Linked DNA regions of Mus musculus: regions 2, 3, 4 and 5 are each linked to region 1. Evidence: chromatin contacts called from public HiChIP or PLAC-seq and promoter capture Hi-C data. All regions are on one chromosome and are shown on one strand. Each heading gives the region's core, a stretch centred on a gene start, on an enhancer-like site or on the middle of the called end of the contact. The rest is flanking DNA. Distances are from core to core; before and after follow the strand shown. Region 1 holds the start of Impa1 (inositol (myo)-1(or 4)-monophosphatase 1). Region 2 overlaps Zfp704 (zinc finger protein 704). Region 3 overlaps Gm33169 (a long non-coding RNA gene). Region 4 overlaps Pag1 (phosphoprotein associated with glycosphingolipid microdomains 1). Region 5 overlaps Pag1 (phosphoprotein associated with glycosphingolipid microdomains 1).

Region 1 (3,710 bases), core at 722-3,221:
ATTCTATGATGATAATAATATATATTCTAATGATCTGGAACCTGTTAACACTACAGAGAATGTTAGCTTATTTTGATCAGTGTTTGCAGCTCCTACCTATGTTCCATCAATCATGAAACCATATTGAATAACATGGAGATAGACTCTACTCCTGAGTAGCTCACCTGGCTTATGGAGACTCCACCATTTTAATCTCAGTCAATAATTCTCCAGTGAACTTTGGGACACCACATAAGTTTTAGCATTTGCTTAAGTGACTAGAACAGAACCCCTCCCACCCCAGTGTATGTGTGTGTGTGTGTGTGTGTGTGTGCAGTCATGTGAGTGTACATGTTTGTGTGTGCTTAGAGTTTTCTTCTTGTCATGTATGGAGGTCTCTATAGACATCAGAGCCACCTCCACACACTCAGCAACAGGGTTCTGTATTGTGTGACACCAGCCTGCAGTCAGTGCTGCTATAACGGAATCAGAACATCAGACTCCTTTGTGCGCTTGGCTTTCAGCAGGCACTTGGCAGGAGAATGGATTGTGCTGAGTTACCTGACTGTAGCAAGGAAGAAGCAGCAGAGGCTGCAATGAGCCCCATGGAGTCCTGCTCATCTGATGGAGGAAGCTAGCGATCATTTAATGTAAAGACATCTGATACCTGGTCCCTCATCTGTCCTGCTTTGCAATGTCAGGGGAGGCTCTTTCACTCATACAGCATGCATTTGATAAGATTTTTATTTTCAAACAACTGATAATAGAGGACCCCAAAACCAAGCTCTTGAAGGTCTTTTGTGGAAGAGCAAAAAACCATGAGTATGTGATAGACACCCACATCAGTGTCTTAAGGCAGCAGGCTTCAGAAGAGTAGACTCATTTTGTCTTTGTGGGTTTATCAATCCGATTTGCTGTCCCTGCCACTCATCTCTGAGACATGTTACATGTTGTTGATAATTTCTTGTTTTGATTCCTGAGAACCAATCACTTCACAAGTAATTATGCCAGGGCATTGTGGTCATCTTGTGGGTAGGTCATCTGGATAGAGTTCCACTTAAAAGTAACATACTTACCATGGTACTGTTCCACGTGAGGAAACATTTTAAGAACCATAAACTAGCCTTTGTTGGTCATCCAGAGCAAGTGGTTGAGCCATGAAGATTCTCTGCGGATTTTGGAGTCAGGGTGCTATGCTCTTGTTGTGTGAGTTTGGGACAAATCCCCTGACTTCTCCAAGCTTTGTTTTCCTCATCTGTATTGTGCAGGGACTCTTCATGAAACCGTTCTAACACTTATGTTTAAGCACGTAAGAGCACAAGTGCTGTCTGGTGTGGTGGCAGGTGCCTGTAGCCCGAAAGTGGAGGCAGGATGCTCAAAGACTTCAGAAGCCAACCTATGCTACATAATGGAACACTGCTAAAAATCGACGCCTTTGAAAGCGGCTCAAAGACAGGGTGCTTGTATAGTATTTACAAAGCCTATGGTCCTTAGTATTGAGGGCTGCAGGTGCGGAGAGCAACTGCCTGCCGCCGTCAAGTCCACAACAAACAACCTGTATCTAAGTGAATTATGGAGAAGAGAGTTGGTGCAAAAAATAAAAATAAAAATCTCCTTTAGGCTTACAGGTTTAACAAATGAGAGTGCCCAATGACAGTCACAACTCCAATTTAGCTGTAGCCGAAGAGCAGAATGGGAAATGGGAAAATATAAACTAATAAAGAAATTTAACTAATATAATTTATATATAATTTAATATATAATATATAATATATTATATATATTTAATTTCACTAATATATAACATATATGATATAAACTAATAAAAAAATAAACTAATAAAGACAAAAGTGGAGATTTGAAAACGGGATTCTTAGAGAAGAAAGGGTATGCAGGAGAATGCCAGAACACGGTAACTTCAACCGGACCAGCCCTTACAAAGGCAAATTCGGCCCGGCTTACACCTCCAGTCTGAGCGAAGACGTGAAGGCGGGGTTTTAATGGGGCGGGACTTCCTGTCGGAGCAATCCCCGTTACCTCCGGAAGAGCCGAAGAACCGAGCCCTCGGACGCCGGCGGTTGAGCATCGATCGCGGTGCGCTCGCGCGAGGTGAGTCGGTTCTGTCCCTGGCTTCCGTGCAGCGTTATTCGGTGGCCGAGGCGGGGGGTTGTGCGGGCTGCAGACAAGCTCTCCCCATGCTGGGCCGGGGCGCCTGCCGGGCCCTCCTCCCGGCGGTGCTCTCCGTAGCGCTCCGGAAACAGCCGAGCGGGTTCGCCAGGCGGTCCTCGATCTCTGAGGTTCTGTGTCGCAGAATGAGCCCGGCTCTGCCCAAGCCCTCAGGGCTCTACACGGCAAGTTCCCTGGCTCACGAATTTACAGGATTAGGGGTGAACAAGACCAGGTCCGGTGATGTCCTGCGTCGGGAGCGGGGCCTGTATAGGATAGAAACAATTTTAAGTCTGTATGATTTTGTTCCCAAAGTGAGGGTGATAGAATATGACCCCCGTGAAAACAAGTCTTGAAGCAAAGGTCTTTGAAATAAAAGGGTTTATTGAGCCATTAATATATATCAGCTAGGAAATGGACCAAGACTTGGGGCACATTTTGTAAACTACCAGCAACAAAGCTAAAAAAGTGCCTCTGATGAGCTAACGCTATAATTGAATTTCAAGGCACAGGCTTTTAAAGTCTCTATTCTTGCCCCCCACCATGCTCCACAAAGCCAGAACAAACCCCAGAGAACTGTTACCTAATTAACTTCCCTTGTGTCTTCCCTCTTCTGGACCTCTACATTTTAGGGCACCTCAGAAATTTTTATTTATCAGCCTCCTTTCCTCAAGGAATATTAGAACTGATTAAGAAGATGTAGCATGCATTATAAATGACCAAATGTTGCATAGCAACAGCAGTTTTTCTGCAACTGTCTATTGCTTGATATCTGTTGGGTTGAAGATTCGATGGATGGCTTTTGAAACAGTCCTGGGGAGTCAGGAGGTGTTCTGTTCATGTTGTCACAAGGTAAAGTGTGAGTGGCTTGAGGAAGCAAGTGGTGAGGAGGCAAGCCCAGCCCAAGAATGTCCAGTTGTGACAGAATAGAAGAGAGCAGTAAGAACAAGTGTGACCAAGTTTGGAAAGCATTCTTGAAGAGCTGTAAGGAGTTTATTCTATAACTCAAAGCGCCTTTTATATGCTTGCTTGGACGCTTGGATCACAGGAAAAGGCGCTTAGGCGTGAGGGCAAATGTCTGTAATCCCACCAGCATTCTGAAGACTAAGCGAGGATGCTCAAAGCTTGAAGCCCACCTTATATCAATAAGAAGGAAGGTGAAGCCGTAGCCAGCAGCATCTGGTTGTGTCTGTCTGCTCTGTGTCCCTGCGCTTCTCCGTGTACCTGACGCTCTTACAGGGGAAGCACAGGGTGTGACTTGTCCTGGGAAGCAGGCAGAGCGGCCACCTTTCCTGGGCATGAGCACTTCCATGCTTCCCTGGGCTAGGGGCCCACGTTAGTGTTAGTGCGGTCAAGCCTGGGGTGAGTCTGGAGAGGTCAGCAGAAAGCTGTCAAGTCACTTGCTCACATTTCCCCTGCCTGAAGTCTAGGAGGCAAATGGCACCTTTGCTTTTAGACATAGAGTTTTCTTCTCTCAAACGTGGTAAGGGAAAGCAGGGAACTTTCCCATCAGAATTGAGCATACGTTCTGTAAAATCTGCTCATATAATACGGGGCAAAGTACT
Region 2 (3,710 bases), core at 310-2,809, 770 kb after region 1:
GTTCTAAAAGCCAGCTATTTAACACTTGCTGGATAAAATGAAGTAACGACCAGATGCCAGTCTGAAAACCGTCTGCAGAAACTCATTAGCCTTTGAAGATATAGTTCAGTATTTGACAAGTGCCGTGTGTGTGTGTGTGTGTGTGTGTGTGTGTGTGTGTGTATCTATCTATCAGTCTGTGTGTCTGTTTCTGTGACAGTGTGTGAATGTATGTGTTTGTGTATGTTTGTCTCTGTGTGTGTGCATGTGTGTGCATGTTGTCCTTCTCTGAGTGTGTGTGTGTATGTGTGTATCTCTGTGTATGAATATGAGTGTGTGTGTTTGTGTATGTTTGTCTCTCTGTGTGCATGTTGTCCTTCTCTGAGTGTGTGTTTGTCTGTGTGTTGTTTGTGTCTGTCTCTGAGAGTGTGTGTGTATGTATGTATGTATGTGTGTGTGTATGTATGTATGTATGTGTGTGTGCATGTATGTATGTGTGTGTGCATGTATGTATATCCTTCTAAAAGTGTCTCATTATGTGGACCAGGGTGGCCTCAGACTCCAGAGAGCTTTCTGCTTCTGCCTCAGGAAAAGATGCATCAAAGGCATGGACTGTCATATCCATCTTCTGGAACCCTTGAGTTCTAAGTCGGAAAGTAACCTCATCTGTAAACCACATTCCATGCGCACAGTAAAAACCCAGTGCTACTTTGGCTACTTCCTATCCAGTGTCCCTTAGAGCATGGTCCCCTGTGGCAAGCTTGGAAGTAAATGAAGTAAAACGTTCCGTCACATATTTATTATTTGAGATATGGTCTTGCTCTGCAGCCCAGGCTGGTCTTGAAAGTGGACTGTTCCTTCCACCACAGCGTCCCCAGTACTCACGCGAGCCATAATACCTGCCTTCAAAATTGCTGTCTTTTATTTCCTGAAGCTCAGTTAAGCCCACCAGCTCCTGGGTAAAAGATGTAATATTTCATACACATCAGGAGCTTCTCAGGTTCCCAGCTTGGTAGCCAATACGAGACCACTGAGAAAGGCCGCTTTGACATTTTAAATTGTTTTTAAACACATTTTCTTTAAAACACATACATAAGAATAATACAAATATACTCACTCATGTTAGAGAAACACTAAGACTATGATTTGTGGCTCTCCTAGGTCATTGACAGAATGTCAATAAAGAGAAAACTATCTTTTCTAAGAAACTCCTTCCTGCCTACTCTCTTGTCCTACTGTCTCAGAAACTCTAGTCTGTGAGTACCTGCTGCCTCTCTAAGCTGCACAAAGTCAGAAAGCTCCTGGAATCTGCACACACCTGCCTCTTTGTGCTGAGATTTGTTTTTTGGTTGGACACAGGGTTTCTCTGTATAGCCCTGGCTGTCCTGGAACTCACTTTGTAGACCAGGCTGGCCTCGAACTCAGAAATCCACCTGCCTCTGCCTCCTGAGTGCTGGGATTAAAGGCATGGTGCTGAGATTTGTACTCTAAAGCCAGTGAGCAGGTCAAGCACAGAGAGGCACATGTGCTTTCTAAGTGTCTTCAGTCACCCGGAGTCAACCTTCCAGGGAACTAGAGATCTGAAACCACCCTGCGAAGGGAAGTCATTCACTGCTCTCTTCTTCAGCAGGAACAAATCCAGGAACTAGAATGCTGGGCTTTCTGTTTGTTTTAAGTATCTCTTCCTGTCAGATGCTCGTAGGTGATTTCTGAGATTTAAGTGTAGACCTGCTGCCCTCTCTCAGCTCCTCCCACGCTCCCAGCAGAGCCATGGAAGCTGAGGCAGAGGCAGAGGAACCGTCCTGCTCGCACTGCCCTTTGTCTTACTAACAGTGATGGTACTGATATGGCCTTCATTTCGTAATGTAAGAAAGCCTGTGCTTTGTGACCCAAATTGCCTTATGAATTTTTGGGCAAGAGGAAAGAGTGGGTAGATACTAGTGGGTGTGTTTTAAAAAGAGCTTTATACTGTCCTTATTGCTGATTTTAAATAATAACTATTTGCCAATAGCTGTATACTGTAACCATTTACTCTTGAATACAGATTGCTACCACATTAAAATTTGCACCTGCTGAGAATTGCGCTTTGAATGGAGAGCATTAGGCTCTTCTCTCTGGATCAAACTGAATAGTTATGAAGCAAAATTCTGAGGGATGGAACTCTTGCAGGCATCGTTTCTATCATGTGTAACTAGTGGAGCCTTCTGTGGGATGTCCTTGGCAGTAACTTTAACCATCCAAGCCTAGTGGATGAAGAACACGGGGACAAGGTGGGGCCTTGGCCTTTACCTTGGCGCTCATACTCCCTCTCCCTCCCTCCTCCTCCTCTCCCTCCCCCTCCCCTCCTCCTCCTCTCCTGCCCCTCCCCTCCCCCTTCCCCTCCTTCTTCTCTCCTCTCCCTCCTTCCTCCCTCGGTCCTGCTCCTGCTCTCATACACACACACACACACACACACACACACACACACACACACTCACTCACTCACTCACTCACTCACTCTTAGTTTTTTTCCTCACACTTGAAGAACTGGTGCTATAACTGAGTGGTATCATGGTTGCCCTGGTATCAGCCTCTCAAAAAGGAAAACATAGGACTCAGTAACGCTGGCCAGAAGAAATCTCACTGTCAGACACAGTCTGTAGTCACAACATAAACACAGGGAGAAAAGATCAGCTAAAATAAATATAAGTACTAAATTTAGTAAAACATATCTCAAGAGCTGGAGAGATGGCTCAGTGGTTAAGAGCACTGACTGTTCTTCCAGAGGTCCTGAGTTCAATTCCCAGCAACCACATGGTGGCTCACAACCATCTGTAATGGGATCTGATGCCCTCTTCTGGTGTGTCTGAAGACAGCTACAGTGTACTCATATACATAAAGTAAATAAATAAATCATAAAAAATATCTCAAGTAGTTTCTCACCAGGTAATGAGGTTCTCAGTGGTGTTTTGTACTGTCGGTTGCGTGCTGTGCCTTAAGAAGCTGCCCTGTGTCTTACAGGAGGCATCAGCTATTGGGCATGGGTATGGCTGCTGGTGACTGGCAGCAGTCAGCCTGACGGGCAGCGTGGGCAAGATTGGCATCACAGCCTGTCTTATCTTGTCAAGGCACCAGTTTCTCTCTTCATTTCTTCTCCTTTCTCATACATGAAGAAAACGTCTCACCTACTATTAGGAGTAGACTTCTCTCTTGGTGTCAGTGTGTGAGGCCTGGTAGGTACGGAGAACAAGTGTGTAGGGTTAGGGGGTGAGGGCACATACAATTAAATAGCTTCTGTTGGAAATCTTCAGCTGGCTCTGGTGTGGCCCCTAACAGGTTATATTTTGTATCTTGTTACAAGGCTGTTTAAATTCCATCCGAGTCAGATGGTTAAGCAGGTGTCAGTCCCAATTTTAGTTCTTTAAAAACACAGAAACAGCTTCCTTTCCAGGGCTTGAGAGAACTTACCTCAGTTACCATGCACCCTGCTGTCCCCACAGTGGTGACCCTTACAGAAGGAGTTATACTTCCCGTTAAATTTAAGGCACACACCATGTGTATATTTATGCTTTTTCTTCATGTACTGCATGCAGTAAGAAGAGTTAGTTACTGCGTATAACTTTAGAGCTGGGAAATGCAACCAATATATCATATATTTTCTTAAGGACCTGAGCTCAGGGTTTCATTTGGTTACTGGCTTCAGTTGTTACTGTACCTTTAAATGTTAGCTCTCCCCTTAATTAGGGAGGCTC
Region 3 (3,710 bases), core at 413-2,912, 680 kb after region 1:
AACACTTGATCCCCCCACACCTGAGTGCAGGGCTTACAGACACCTTCAGGGAAGCCTTGGCCTTCTCTAGGTGAAGCAGAGAGGAAGCAAAGTGTTTCCTGTCACATTTTAATACTGCTGTGTCACAGAGCTGCAGCCTCACTGTCCATCCTGACAACAGAAACCATGTGGGCAGTGAGAACACTCACATCACTGCAGCCCTTGTCCAGTGGAAGAAGAGAACAGGAGGTTCCAGGGTCTCCCACTGGGATGGCAAAAGTCCCTTGTCTTCTTAAGACACTTACTTCTAACATTAATAGTCTTAATCATATTCTGATGGTGGTTTTATTTTTCAGTGACTGATACCCTTAAAGAAAAGAATTCTACTCCACAAGTGTCATCTCCCTGTGTAAAAATACAGGGCTGTGCATACACTATAAGCAAAACACAGGGACTTCCAAATGCAAATGAATGTGACTAGTTCTTGAGAAAATAAATTGAAAGCATACATACTATTCTGTAGACATATACAAACCCATGAATTCATATAAATGTCTTTATTCATTCATACACACAGAAAGAGTGCAAGTTACTCTTCCTGATGATGAACAGTTATGAACTGTTTAAAATGCTCATTGCTTTTTACCAAGGTCAGCGGGGGACATCTGTGTTACAAAGGGAAGTGGGACGCCTTTCCGAGGACCACCCTAGAGCTGGATCCAGAGAGGTGAAGAGTCCAGAGTGAGGGAGATGAACTGCACACAGGTAACCATGCTCTGAGTTCAGGGGGATGGGGCGGGTGCTGGCACAGTTTGAAGAAGGCCCTTTCTTTGACAGAAAGGTGAAAAGGGAGAGGAACAGAGAGGTTGGGATGGATGCTGGAGGGCTCCTCAGCAGAAGTCAGAAGGAAGGGAGGAGAGTTACAGGACCATAACCCTGTAGTTGAAGGGCCACTGGAAATGAGTGCGTTGTGAAACTCGGGAGCAGCCAGGCCTCCCTGGGGTAGCCCTTGCCTATGATCCCAGCAGAGGTAGGAGGTTCAGAGGTTCAAGGTCACCCTCAACTATTCAGTAACTTCAAGGTTGGCCTGGGCTACAAGGACAGTATGTGCCTTTAATCCCAGCACTAGGGAGGCAGAGGCAGGCAGATTTCTGAGTTCGAGACCAGCCTGGTCTACAGAGTTAGTTCCAGGACAGCCAGGGCTATACAGAGAAACTCTGTCTCAAAAAACCAAAATAAATAAATAAATAAATAAATAAATAAATAAATAGGACAGTATGTAAACAAGCAAACCACTAATAAGTAAATAACTTTAAAAACAGCTCTGGGACTGAGCTCAGCGGTTAAGAGCACTGACTGCTCTTCCAGAGGTGCTGAGTTCAATTCCCAGCAACCACATGGTGGCTCACAATCATGTGTAATGGGATCTGACACCTTTATCTGGTGTGTCTGAAAACAGTTACAGTGTACTCATATACGTTAAAAAAATTTTTAATCTTAAAAAAAAAAAAAAGCAAACAACTCTGCAACAATCTGGGGACAGCAGCGGACTAGAGGGGCCGTAGAAAGCTGAGTGAGGATTAGAGCCATGTAAGATGTGAGAAGGAATAGAAGCGGCTCTCAGGAGGAGCCTGAGGACTGGGTGGGGGAGGGGAGCGTTCCCGGAGCTGCTGAGAGCAAGGGCCCCTAAGCACAGGCACACCCTGTTTGGTGACAGAGTTCCTTTGGTGACAAGCTTCTGGGGCATCCTGGTTTGTGCGTCCAGAAGCTTCATCAGGTGCAAGAACCTTTTTGGGAGAAAATGTATAAAATACGTTATTTAGGAAGAGCATCTTTAGAGTAAAAGAAATGGCAGCAAATTAAGGGTAACAAAAAGCTGAAAAACAGCACCTCTAGAAATGGTAATTTTCTTATAATTGTCAGTCAGCACGTAGCATTATTTATCTACATTTTCTCCATATCTTTTCTTTTTTAAAAATGAAAGTTATAGAATATAAAATTTACCATTTCAAAGTGTGCAGTCTAGTGTTTTTTTTTTTTTTCCTGTCTCCTCAGAAGGAAAACCCACATCCATTCCACAGTTACCCTGTTCCCCCACAAGCACCTCCTCACCGCCCATCCACTCCTGTCCGTGCGGGAGGGCTGAGCGGTCCCTCCTCTGGCGCGTGTGCACAGTGGTCCTTGTGAGTTTTCATGGTACTGTCTCTCCTTCTCTGGATGGACAGTCTCCATCACCCTACCTTCAAATCACCAATTATTCTACTTGATCAGATCTACTATTGAGTGTTTTCAGTGAGCTGTGAATTTCCGATATTATGCATATTAGCTCCGGAATGCTATTGGACTTAAAAACAAAAAAAACAATCTCTGTCTCATTATCAGTGCTCTGCACTTGAAAAGTCTGATGCCTTTCAACTTTCTAATGAAGAAACTGAATATTTTATTAGTTATTTTCCTGTAAAACTGTTGCTTAACCAGTAAAACAGAGCCAGCAGATATAGCACACTGCACAATTAAGATAACATTGTTCATGTGTCCCTATTCAACTAAAACACTTTCCTCCACACCCAGTAGCTCCAGCAGGATGGTCATTAAATATCTTGACCTAGATCCAGAAATAAAGGAAAGCAAGTTACAATATTATGTAAAGCTTCTAACAACGTTATCTGAGAAATACGTCATTTCTTAAAAACAGTTTTATCACAGATAATCCCATGAACTATGAATACAGGAGCCTAGAGCCAAGTCTAAAATAAAAGTGAGCCGAGCGGGCTGGAGAAATGACTCAGAGGCTAATGACACCTTCACCCTCTGTAACTTGTAACTTGTAGTGGTTTGAGTGAGCAATGGCTCCATGGGCGCAGGTACTTGAATGCTTGGTCCCTACGTGGTGCTGCTGTTTGGGGAGGTGGTCCAGCCTTGCTGGGGGAAGTATGCCTCTGGGGTAAGTTCTGAAGGGCTCACAAGCTTGTCCACTTCCTGTTCTCTCTGCTTGCTGTTGTGGTTTAAGATCTGGCCACTCAGCTGGCTGCTCCTATGGCCGGCTGCCATACCTTCCCTTTACTCTGGACTCTCCCTCTGGGAGCATAAACTCCTCCCTGTGCTCTCTTCATTATCAGATATTATCACAGCAAAGGAAAGTAACTAATATTCTGCTTTTAAGGAGGACACAAGTTCTTTTCCCAGCACCACGCTGCTATATTTACCACTGCCTGGAACTCCAGTTCCAAGGACGCATGCGCATGTGCACACAGACAACACACAAAGATAAACCTAATACAGGAACAAACTCTTAAATCTGGAGTGTTTTCTCTCATAGCAGTATGCAGTGTGAAGAAAGTTCCTTTGCCTAATGTTCTTATTTTCCGTCTTCTACCCCCACCAGTTGTAGGGCAGATTTGCTGGCACCGGCAGCTTTCAGTCCTCTGCAGGTTGTCTGTATTTCTCACGTACCTCTCCACTCCTTAGCTAAACCACTTCTTTTGTTTGTTTGTTTTTGTTTTTCGAGACAGGCTGTCCTGGAACTCACTCTCGAATTCAGAAATCCACCTGCCTCTGCCTGCCAAGTGCTGGGATTAAAGGCGTGCGCCACCACTGCCTGGCAGCCAAACCACTTCTAAAGGGTGCTTCATCATCAAGCCCCTCCAAACGAGCTCTGCTGCAAGCCCTGGATGTTTGGCACGTGTCTCCTGCATGCCCATTTCTCCAGAAAGAGAGCAGAGCTCAGTGGC
Region 4 (3,710 bases), core at 667-3,166, 630 kb after region 1:
GGCTTGAGGAGCTACGGGGATAAACAGAGGCACGGGAAGGAAATTGCTATTTTGCAAAATATGTGTCTAGGAAACCAGTGAGATGGCTGAGATGTAAAGATGCTCACCACCACGCCTGACAGCCTCCACAGTTGTCCCATGGGGCACATACATATGTATGCGCGCGCACACACAAACGCCTATATAAATAAAAATGAATTTAAAATTGAAAGTTAGGAATTACGTACGCACATACACATGTGTAGCAAACATTTCATACTGCCTTGGCTAAGGCGTATTAACGCAAACAAGCATATTTTGCTTGCTTTGGGGTGCTGGAAGTCTTTATTGACTCCTCATACTAAGATGATAAACTACCCACTGCTTTGGATGCTCTGCTACACACTGGTGCATCCCCAGTCAAATCCCATGTGAGGAAATCAAACATCACAGCACAGACTTGAAGAGAGCCAGCCAGGTTCCAGGCACGCCTACCTTCTGTGAACATCGCCCTGGCGGCTGTGAGGCCTTGCTCCTGACAGGGAGGCTCTGTGTTTCTTATGTGAAGTGCTGCTAGAGACCTTTCAGATTCTGAAATAGAGGTAGCTAACCTGGAGAGAAGACACAGGTGTGAGCGTGGCATTCCTGTGGCTGTCGGAGTCTCCTCGTACACAACCGTAATTTTACATGGTTTCAGCACACATGCATTTCAAGCTTCTGACAGCACCACAGCAGCACTCAGCAATCAGGTCAGGGTTCTTTCTGGTTTGGGATCTTGATATCGGGACTGCTCAGCCTTTCCCGGGAAGGGATTCTGAACGTGTAGTGTCGTTCTCTCTGCAGGAGGATGAAGCCTTCTAGACCCATGTGATCTCCTATGAAGAACTGACCCCACCTGCTGGTCACCCCAGCTCCCACCATGGGCCCTGCAGGAAGCGTACTGAGCAGTGGGCAGATGCAGATGCAGATGGTCCTGTGGGGAAGTCTGGCTGCCGTGGCCATGTTCTTCCTCATCACCTTCCTCGTCCTCCTGTGTTCCACTTGCGACAGGTTAGAACAAACATGCATGTTCTAGAGCCTAAACCTGCTGTTTTCCCTGTGTCCCACGGAGCCTCTTTATTAAGAGCCTCCCTGGCCCACATTCATGGGTTGGTCACAAAGGGCATTCTTCATTCGTCAATTGAAAATGCTTATTGATCTTCCTGGAGGGCAAAGCAAAGAGCCCTTCCTATCTAAATGTCTGGAATGAATTCTGCAATTCTTTGAGCACAGTCTTTGTGTGCTGTCTTTGGCCATGGGCATACTGAAATCTAAGTGTGAGGTACTACATCCTGTTGCCACAGTGGGAAGTCACTGAGGGTGCTCACTATTGCGTGGCCTGGAGAGCTCACATATTAGTAAAACTGTGTGTGATAAACTGCCCTTTAGGAAGACATAGGCTTGTATTTCCTACAAGAGAGGCTCACTGAAAATGGAAGCCTTTTTTCTCTTTTTTTCAGCATTATACTTGTCTCCCTTGGCTCAGGGAGAAGTGAAGTTCTTTGTAACCAAGACGGATGCCCAGAACTGTCAGAGATGATGCAGGGTGCAGCCTTCTGGTCTAGCTGGGAGCCAGTGGGAACCAGCTTAGCCAGCTCCATACTCAACTCTCTCGATTTGGATCCCATTCTAAAATCTGTCAAAAAGAGAAACCCATGCCCTCTGGCCTCTGCAGCCTCTCCTAGTCCCTGCCAAGCAAGGACTCAGGTCTTGAAGGACAGGACAAGCCTAGAGACACTAGACTTGGCTCCCCAAAACTTCAAGAATCTGCTACTGTAATGACTCACTCTCCCGCTAGGTGTCACCCTCTTCTCGCCACAGATAGAAATGTGGTCTTTACAACCAATGGCTTTCTTTAGCCTGTTCTGTGTAAAACACATTCTGTTTTTACTAGGCAGACTTTTCCGTAGACTGGAAGTACCTATGACTCATCCTGAGAGAATGTCACCTCCCTGATGTGCCAAAGTAGTATCTCCCATATTTTCTCTCATCCCTTACGGCACGTGACTTCACAGACTCTTAAGGGAGAAGATGAGGTCATTGTTAGGATTTGCTAAAGAATAAAGGCAGTGTCTGTCATCTGAGTGTTCCAGGCACAGACAGATCCTGCTTGCAGCCCGCTGTCTCCCGTAGTGAACTTGACCCTCTGGGAAGGGGTGTGCCAGAAGCGGGCTCAGCCTTTGCTGTAGGTCAGGACTTTTTCTGATCTAGTTTTATTAACCTGGTTAATAAAACCAGAGAGGCGGAGCTGATAAATGTTAGGCTAGGGAAGTATGGTGTCCACTTCACTTTAAGGGACACATTTGACATCAGAATGGTATTTTCTTCTCCCTTTCAGAGAGAAGAAGCCACGGCAGCATAGCGGGGACCATGAGAACCTGATGAATGTGGTAAGCCTCGGTGTGGCTGTCTGTCTGTCCGAGTACACCTCTCCAGGCATGGCGCTACTGGCTTTCGACACAACTGAAGCTGGCATGGGGACGTAAATGGATATTAGCTGTGGCTTTCTGTATACTGTATGTACGGCTGGGAGCCTGGCTTGACCAGTGTTCAGGGTAGCTTCTGCAGAGATGTCTTCATGCCCCTCCTGGTCTGGGAGGGCTGTCACAAGGAACAACTAGACAATTCATCTAAGATTTCTTGTCTCTCTGCTCTGGAGAGCAGAGTCCAGCATTCAGTGTTGTCACACGAGCCCCTTCCAGAGCTAGATCTGTTCCCAAACTCAGCTCCTTAGTGCACACCCACCTAGTCCTTGCTGTCACCTTCCCTCTCTGAATGTATGTCTTGAAGCCAAGATAGCAACTGTACCTCTCTGACTTCAGTCCTAACTAGTGCCATCTGAAATAGCCCTGCTTTCAGATGAGGTTAGGCTGTGGCACTAGGGACTGAGATTTTGGCATGCATTTGGGTGGCGCTGCAGCCATTCATCGGGGCCTGGAGCCCACAGCATAGCTTGGCCTTGGTGCGTTATCGGATCGTCAGCATTTGATGGGATCCTGAGAGACCCAGCAGTCTCAAGGAGAGAGCTGTCCACCTGGGTGGTGACCTTTTGTTGTGCCCTTAAGTGGCAGCAGCCTCAGCAGCTGTGTCTGCAGGGCTGGGTTGAGCTCCCGCTGGGCCCCAGGGCAGGTCTAGGAGAGAGGGCGCTTCCTGCTCCCAGCCAGGAAGCACATATGCATTTAAACTCTGGGGGGCCTGGGCTGTTTGCACCCAGCAAGCATGTTCAGAGCACATGCGTGAGGTACCAGGCTGCCTGAACCCCCACTTCCCAGTGTGCCTGTAGCCCAAGCAGACAGGAAGCTCCTCCTGGACCCCAGCCAGGGCTCTCTTCCTTTGTCTGAGACCACCCATCACAGCCACCCCGGACCTCAGCATCTCTCCTGCCCTGACTGATGTTCTCCTGCTATTTTCACCTCTTATCTTGTCTCACTCCTTGTTCCCAGTGTCTCTATGCTCCCCAGTGCTTGCACAGGGTAGGGGAGGAATGGGGGGTGGACAGATAGGCCCTGTCTTTCTTCAGAGCCCACCTTCCTCAGTCAGGTGGACAGGAGGTTGTGGCTGAACTCAACTCGAGCCTCACTTCCTCCTAGTGCTCTCAGGAATGGCGAGACCTGGCAGCTCAACCTGAGTACTGTATGAAGCCAGTGTTCAGGGGTGGGACCAAGCTTTGCCGGTCACTCTGATATGGGCAT
Region 5 (3,710 bases), core at 903-3,402, 610 kb after region 1:
TCTCACAGTGAGACATTAACACTCTACAGACGAGAACCCTCCGTGAGCTTAGTGAGTGTTTGACTCCTACACTTTAGACAGCTAAGACAGAAGTGCTAGTTCTTTCTCACACAGCCAGTGTTCATACATCTCACAGTGAGACATTAACCACTGTTCTCCTTCAGAAACTTAAAGAGTTTTGTCATGTGTGGAGATCTCTCCCCTTCTCCCTCTTTCCCTCTTCCCCACTCCCTTTCTCCCGCCCTTCCTCTTTGTCTGTTTCTTCCCTCACTCCCACTTGGAGACAGAGCTCATAGAGTCCAGATTGGCCTGACCATGAATTCATGATCCTCCTACATGCAACTCTCCTGTATGAGAATTCCAGACATGCCCCCACCACACTACGCACTTAGCATCCAGTACCCAGTATGGGTGGTGCTGAGAAACAGCTTGCCTCAGCCTCCTCCAAGTCTTACTCCCTAACAATCAAAGTTGAATCTTCATCAAACTCTTATTTTTTCTTTTCTTTTTTTCTCTTCCTCCACACCATGTTTTTTTAGTGTTAAAAATACTATATATAATGAGTTTTGTCTTTAAACAAAAGTGAGAATCATGGCTAACTATTCACTGACTGCATCATTGTTGCTATTGCCTGCTGGGCACTGGAGTTTATGTTGTTCAATCTGTGAGCCCTGTCTCATTAATAAGGGCTTCACTTCGTAGACACACATGTTTTCTAATCTAAACACAAAAGGAGGAGGAAGTATAGACTTCAGAGATTGTCACGAGCAGAGAGATAGCCCTTCACCTCGGTAGAATTCTCTGCCACTTCATCTCTCTGTCATATTGATCCATTTTATAAAACACCCAAGATAGTTTTAAGACAAAAATTAACTAAGTTTTCAAATTTTGAATTACTAAGAAAGGAAAGTTTATGAAAATGTTTAATAATGCTGACAGTCTGCAAAACTAAGGTCATCTCACTACATGACTTGATGGATGAGGGATGCAAAGTTGGCTCTTTAGTGAGCGAGTGTGTAAGTGCGTGACTGAGTGAGTATGTGACTAAGTATGTGAGTGCATAACTGAGTGTGTGAGTGTGTGAAGAAGTGTGAGTGTATATGTAAGTGTGTGGGTATGTGAAGAACTGTGTGAGTATGTGTGAGTGAGTCTGAGTGTGTGTGAATGAGTGTGTGAGTGAGTGAGCTAGTGAATGCATTAGTGCATGAGTGAGTACATGAGTGAGAGGGTGTAAGTGCATGCATGAAGAGTATCTGCGGGTGTGAGTGGCTCAGGACGCTTGGCTTGCATCCAGTTCTCACATCCACCTGTAGCCCCCTTGAGCCCTGTCACACACTGTTCTGTGAGTGATGTGGTGACTGTCACTGTCTCCTTACAATCTGCTATAAAATGAAGGAAGTGAGGCAGAAAGACAACTCGGTGGGTACAGCACTTGCTGTACGAACATGAAAACCTGAGTTCAGATCCCAGCACCCACATGAAAAAGCCATGCATGGGCATAGATACCTGTAAGCCCAGCACTACAAAGAGAAGAGGCAGGGGATTGCTGAGTTTTGCTGGCCTCCAGCCTTGCTCTAGGTTCAAAGGCAGACTCTGCCTTAAGGGAGTAAAGCAGAGAGCAGTGGGGCAGAACCTCTGGGCTTCACATAGGCACACACTTGCATACACTGCACACGCAGATGAGTGGAATGTAGGATTAACTGAACTGTTCTGTGACATTTGTACATTCAGGTTCAGAGAATGATTAAGTGTCTCTTGCACAATAATCTTTTGAGGAAATGGACCCTATCCTAACTCCCTACTTTCCAAGCAATTATGCAAGCAGAAACTAAAACTAAACCCAGACATAGGCTCCAGAGTCAACAAGATGGACCACATATGACAGAAGGTGAAACCGCTGCTGACCATTGATGAGGCTGCAGGGTCTCCTGACTCCTGACTTGGGTTTGATCTCCTGGTAGGGGTGCCACACAGTCTGTCTGTGTCCCACACATATGTGGGCATAGAAAAGCATGGTGTTGTGAAAGAGGGAAACATAGAAGCTATTGGCAGTGACCTTAAATGTAGATTCCTTCTGTTCTGATGCAATGTGGACCTGAACTGGGGAAAGCCAGTGTGGGCTGCTGAAGTCCCAGAGATGCAGGCAGTGTCGGGAGTGGCTGGCAATGAGTGAGCAGGATGATGTAAGGGCGGTGTGCGGAAAGGAGAAGCTTTCGGGAAGTAGCAGGCTGCTTACGATTTCCTTTGCTTTATCTCTTGAACAGTGGGAAAACGTTAAAGGCCCTAAGCTGTGGTGTGATCAAACTTCCCATTTAAAGATAGCTGTCTGACTGAGGTTGAGGTCAGCAGTATGAAGGCAGGGACCAATAAATAGGTTCCTTTCATGCTAAGATGATGGTTGGGAGAACAAGGGAATACAGCCCTGGAAATGAAGAGACCAGGGTAAGCTGAAGAGAATGACTTTAAAGTAGTGTACAAAATAGCGACATTGAGGAGCTCGAAGATGGAGTAGATAGGAGAGTAAGCCGAGAGAGGCAGAGCTAGGCTAACCTCGGATTCAATCTAGTATAACTAGCTGAAGGCTGGTGGAGGTCTCAGCCTGGAAGACACCAGGAAGAGCGGCTCAGGTGCAAACTGGATACAGAGCCCCACAAGTAGGTGTCTATACTCAGCACCAAGGCAAAATGATGGGAATTAAGCCATGCTTGTAAACTCACAGAGAAGAAGGTAGTAGAGAGGAGGAGAGAGCAAAGTAAGGGAAAGAGCCAGGGTTGGCTCTGAAGAGCTTCCGTGCTCCCTCACTGGGGGAGGACTCAAACTGCAAAGGGATCCATTCATTATGTGGTTGCTATGAGAGTATTGGCTACTTTTCTTGTTGCTGCTACAAAGTGTCCCACGAAAAGAAACTTGAAGGACACAGTTTGAGAAGATAACATTCTGTCCTGTCCAGTGGCTTGACTGAGGAATATCATTTGCTCGTCTGAGAAATACTGAAGCAGTAGCAACAGGGCTGGGTTAGAGCTGAGCTTAGGTCAGGTCAGATCCCAGTACACTCGCACACCTAACCCCGTGCCTTCACAATGCAGCGCCTGCCTGTGCCTCTTCACCACGACAGACTACTCACTGGCTTCAGAGTGAGCCCCTGCCCTCAAAAGCTCGGTGTGGAGAGGGCTAGCAAGGTTGCTCAGTGGTTAAGACCAATGCTGTACCTGACCCCTGGAACCCACGGGTGGAAATAGGGAACCAATTCCTACAAGTTTACTTCCACATACATGCGAGGTCACAAAATAAGTATTATTTTTTAAAATTACATTAAAGAATCTACATGTGCAGGAATCTGATGATTTCTCATATTCTCTGTTCATTTCAAATGATAAATTGTAAATTGTTATCAGAATAGAAGGCTGTATTAAATCAGCACGGGAAGTTGCAGGAAGTAGTGTACTTACTGGGGATCCATTCTGGGCAAAGGCACTGAATTATGCAAACTTATAAGGTACAACCGTGGCTGATTTTGATAATACTGTTAAATACCACTCATTTTTCTATGTTTGATAGAAAAATAAAACAGCAGAAATCCTGATTAGAGTCTCAGTGGCGCTCAGCCTTCCTAACTGCAACCCTTTAGTACAGTTCCTCATATTATAGTGACCCCCCAACCAGAAAGTTATTTTTATTGCTGCTTCATAACTGTGATTTTGCTACTGATC

The links. Promoter capture Hi-C pulls out the DNA fragments that hold promoters and counts their contacts. HiChIP or PLAC-seq counts read pairs in DNA pulled down with a chosen protein or histone mark.
Region 2: a contact with region 1 is called in an H3K4me3 HiChIP or PLAC-seq map of bone marrow-derived macrophages, with 7 times the contacts expected there. The contact joins the enhancer-like site here to the promoter of Impa1 in region 1. A contact is called at or near these places in 4 of 39 promoter capture datasets (the HPC-7 cell line, embryonic stem cells, liver and 1 more), 2 of 115 datasets of contacts at active chromatin or transcription factors (bone marrow-derived macrophages and large pre-B cells) and 1 of 9 other capture datasets (macrophages).
Region 3: a contact with region 1 is called in a promoter capture Hi-C map of embryonic stem cells, with 3 times the contacts expected there. The contact joins the enhancer-like site here to the promoter of Impa1 in region 1. A contact is called at or near these places in 2 of 39 promoter capture datasets (embryonic stem cells and pre-B cells) and 2 of 115 datasets of contacts at active chromatin or transcription factors (both in embryonic stem cells).
Region 4: a promoter capture Hi-C map of neural stem cells shows a contact between it and region 1. The contact joins the enhancer-like site here to the promoter of Impa1 in region 1. A contact is called at or near these places in 8 of 39 promoter capture datasets (the 3T3-L1 cell line, 3T3-L1-derived adipocytes, the C10 cell line and 5 more), 1 of 15 datasets of contacts at CTCF or cohesin (the NIH/3T3 cell line), 12 of 115 datasets of contacts at active chromatin or transcription factors (the NIH/3T3 cell line, T-cell acute lymphoblastic leukemia, astrocytes and 5 more) and 2 of 9 other capture datasets (adipose tissue and liver).
Region 5: an H3K4me3 HiChIP or PLAC-seq map of bone marrow-derived macrophages shows a contact between it and region 1, with 11 times the contacts expected there. The contact joins the enhancer-like site here to the promoter of Impa1 in region 1. A contact is called at or near these places in 1 of 39 promoter capture datasets (cranial neural crest), 1 of 15 datasets of contacts at CTCF or cohesin (the NIH/3T3 cell line), 6 of 115 datasets of contacts at active chromatin or transcription factors (astrocytes, bone marrow-derived macrophages, pro-B cells and 1 more) and 2 of 9 other capture datasets (adipose tissue and liver).

What each region holds. Positions count from the first base shown.
Region 1 is chr3:10,329,700-10,333,409 of GRCm38.p6, reverse strand. Impa1 (inositol (myo)-1(or 4)-monophosphatase 1) reads left to right here and starts at 1,971. Exons shown (of 9, transcript NM_018864.6): 1 at 1,971-2,088. Slc10a5 (solute carrier family 10 (sodium/bile acid cotransporter family), member 5) reads left to right here. Exons shown (of 1, transcript NM_001010834.2): 1 at 1-1,676.
Region 2 is chr3:9,554,445-9,558,154 of GRCm38.p6, reverse strand. The region is part of intron 2 of Zfp704 (zinc finger protein 704); the gene reads left to right. Among named protein-coding and RNA genes, the nearest start is that of Zfp704, 54 kb to the left of the region's middle. Within about 2 kb of position 1,559, at least 8 of the 459 cell types and tissues checked have an H3K27ac peak or open chromatin away from gene starts, as enhancers often do. A contact at or near this core is called in bone marrow-derived macrophages, where this site is marked.
Region 3 is chr3:9,646,478-9,650,187 of GRCm38.p6, reverse strand. It overlaps Gm33169 (a long non-coding RNA gene), which reads left to right. Exons shown (of 6, transcript XR_878676.2): 5 at 630-744; 6 at 2,035-2,576. Among named protein-coding and RNA genes, the nearest start is that of Gm33169, 15 kb to the left of the region's middle. Within about 2 kb of position 1,662, at least 50 of the 459 cell types and tissues checked have an H3K27ac peak or open chromatin away from gene starts, as enhancers often do. A contact at or near this core is called in embryonic stem cells, where this site is marked.
Region 4 is chr3:9,703,402-9,707,111 of GRCm38.p6, reverse strand. It overlaps Pag1 (phosphoprotein associated with glycosphingolipid microdomains 1), which reads left to right. Exons shown (of 9, transcript NM_001195031.1): 4 at 823-1,029; 5 at 2,357-2,408. The coding sequence starts at 899. Among named protein-coding and RNA genes, the nearest start is that of Gm33169, 42 kb to the right of the region's middle. Within about 2 kb of position 1,916, at least 124 of the 459 cell types and tissues checked have an H3K27ac peak or open chromatin away from gene starts, as enhancers often do. A contact at or near this core is called in T-cell acute lymphoblastic leukemia, bone marrow-derived macrophages and neural stem cells, where this site is marked.
Region 5 is chr3:9,723,858-9,727,567 of GRCm38.p6, reverse strand. All of the region lies in intron 3 of Pag1 (phosphoprotein associated with glycosphingolipid microdomains 1), which reads left to right. Among named protein-coding and RNA genes, the nearest start is that of Gm33169, 63 kb to the right of the region's middle. Within about 2 kb of position 2,152, at least 48 of the 459 cell types and tissues checked have an H3K27ac peak or open chromatin away from gene starts, as enhancers often do. A contact at or near this core is called in adipose tissue and bone marrow-derived macrophages, where this site is marked.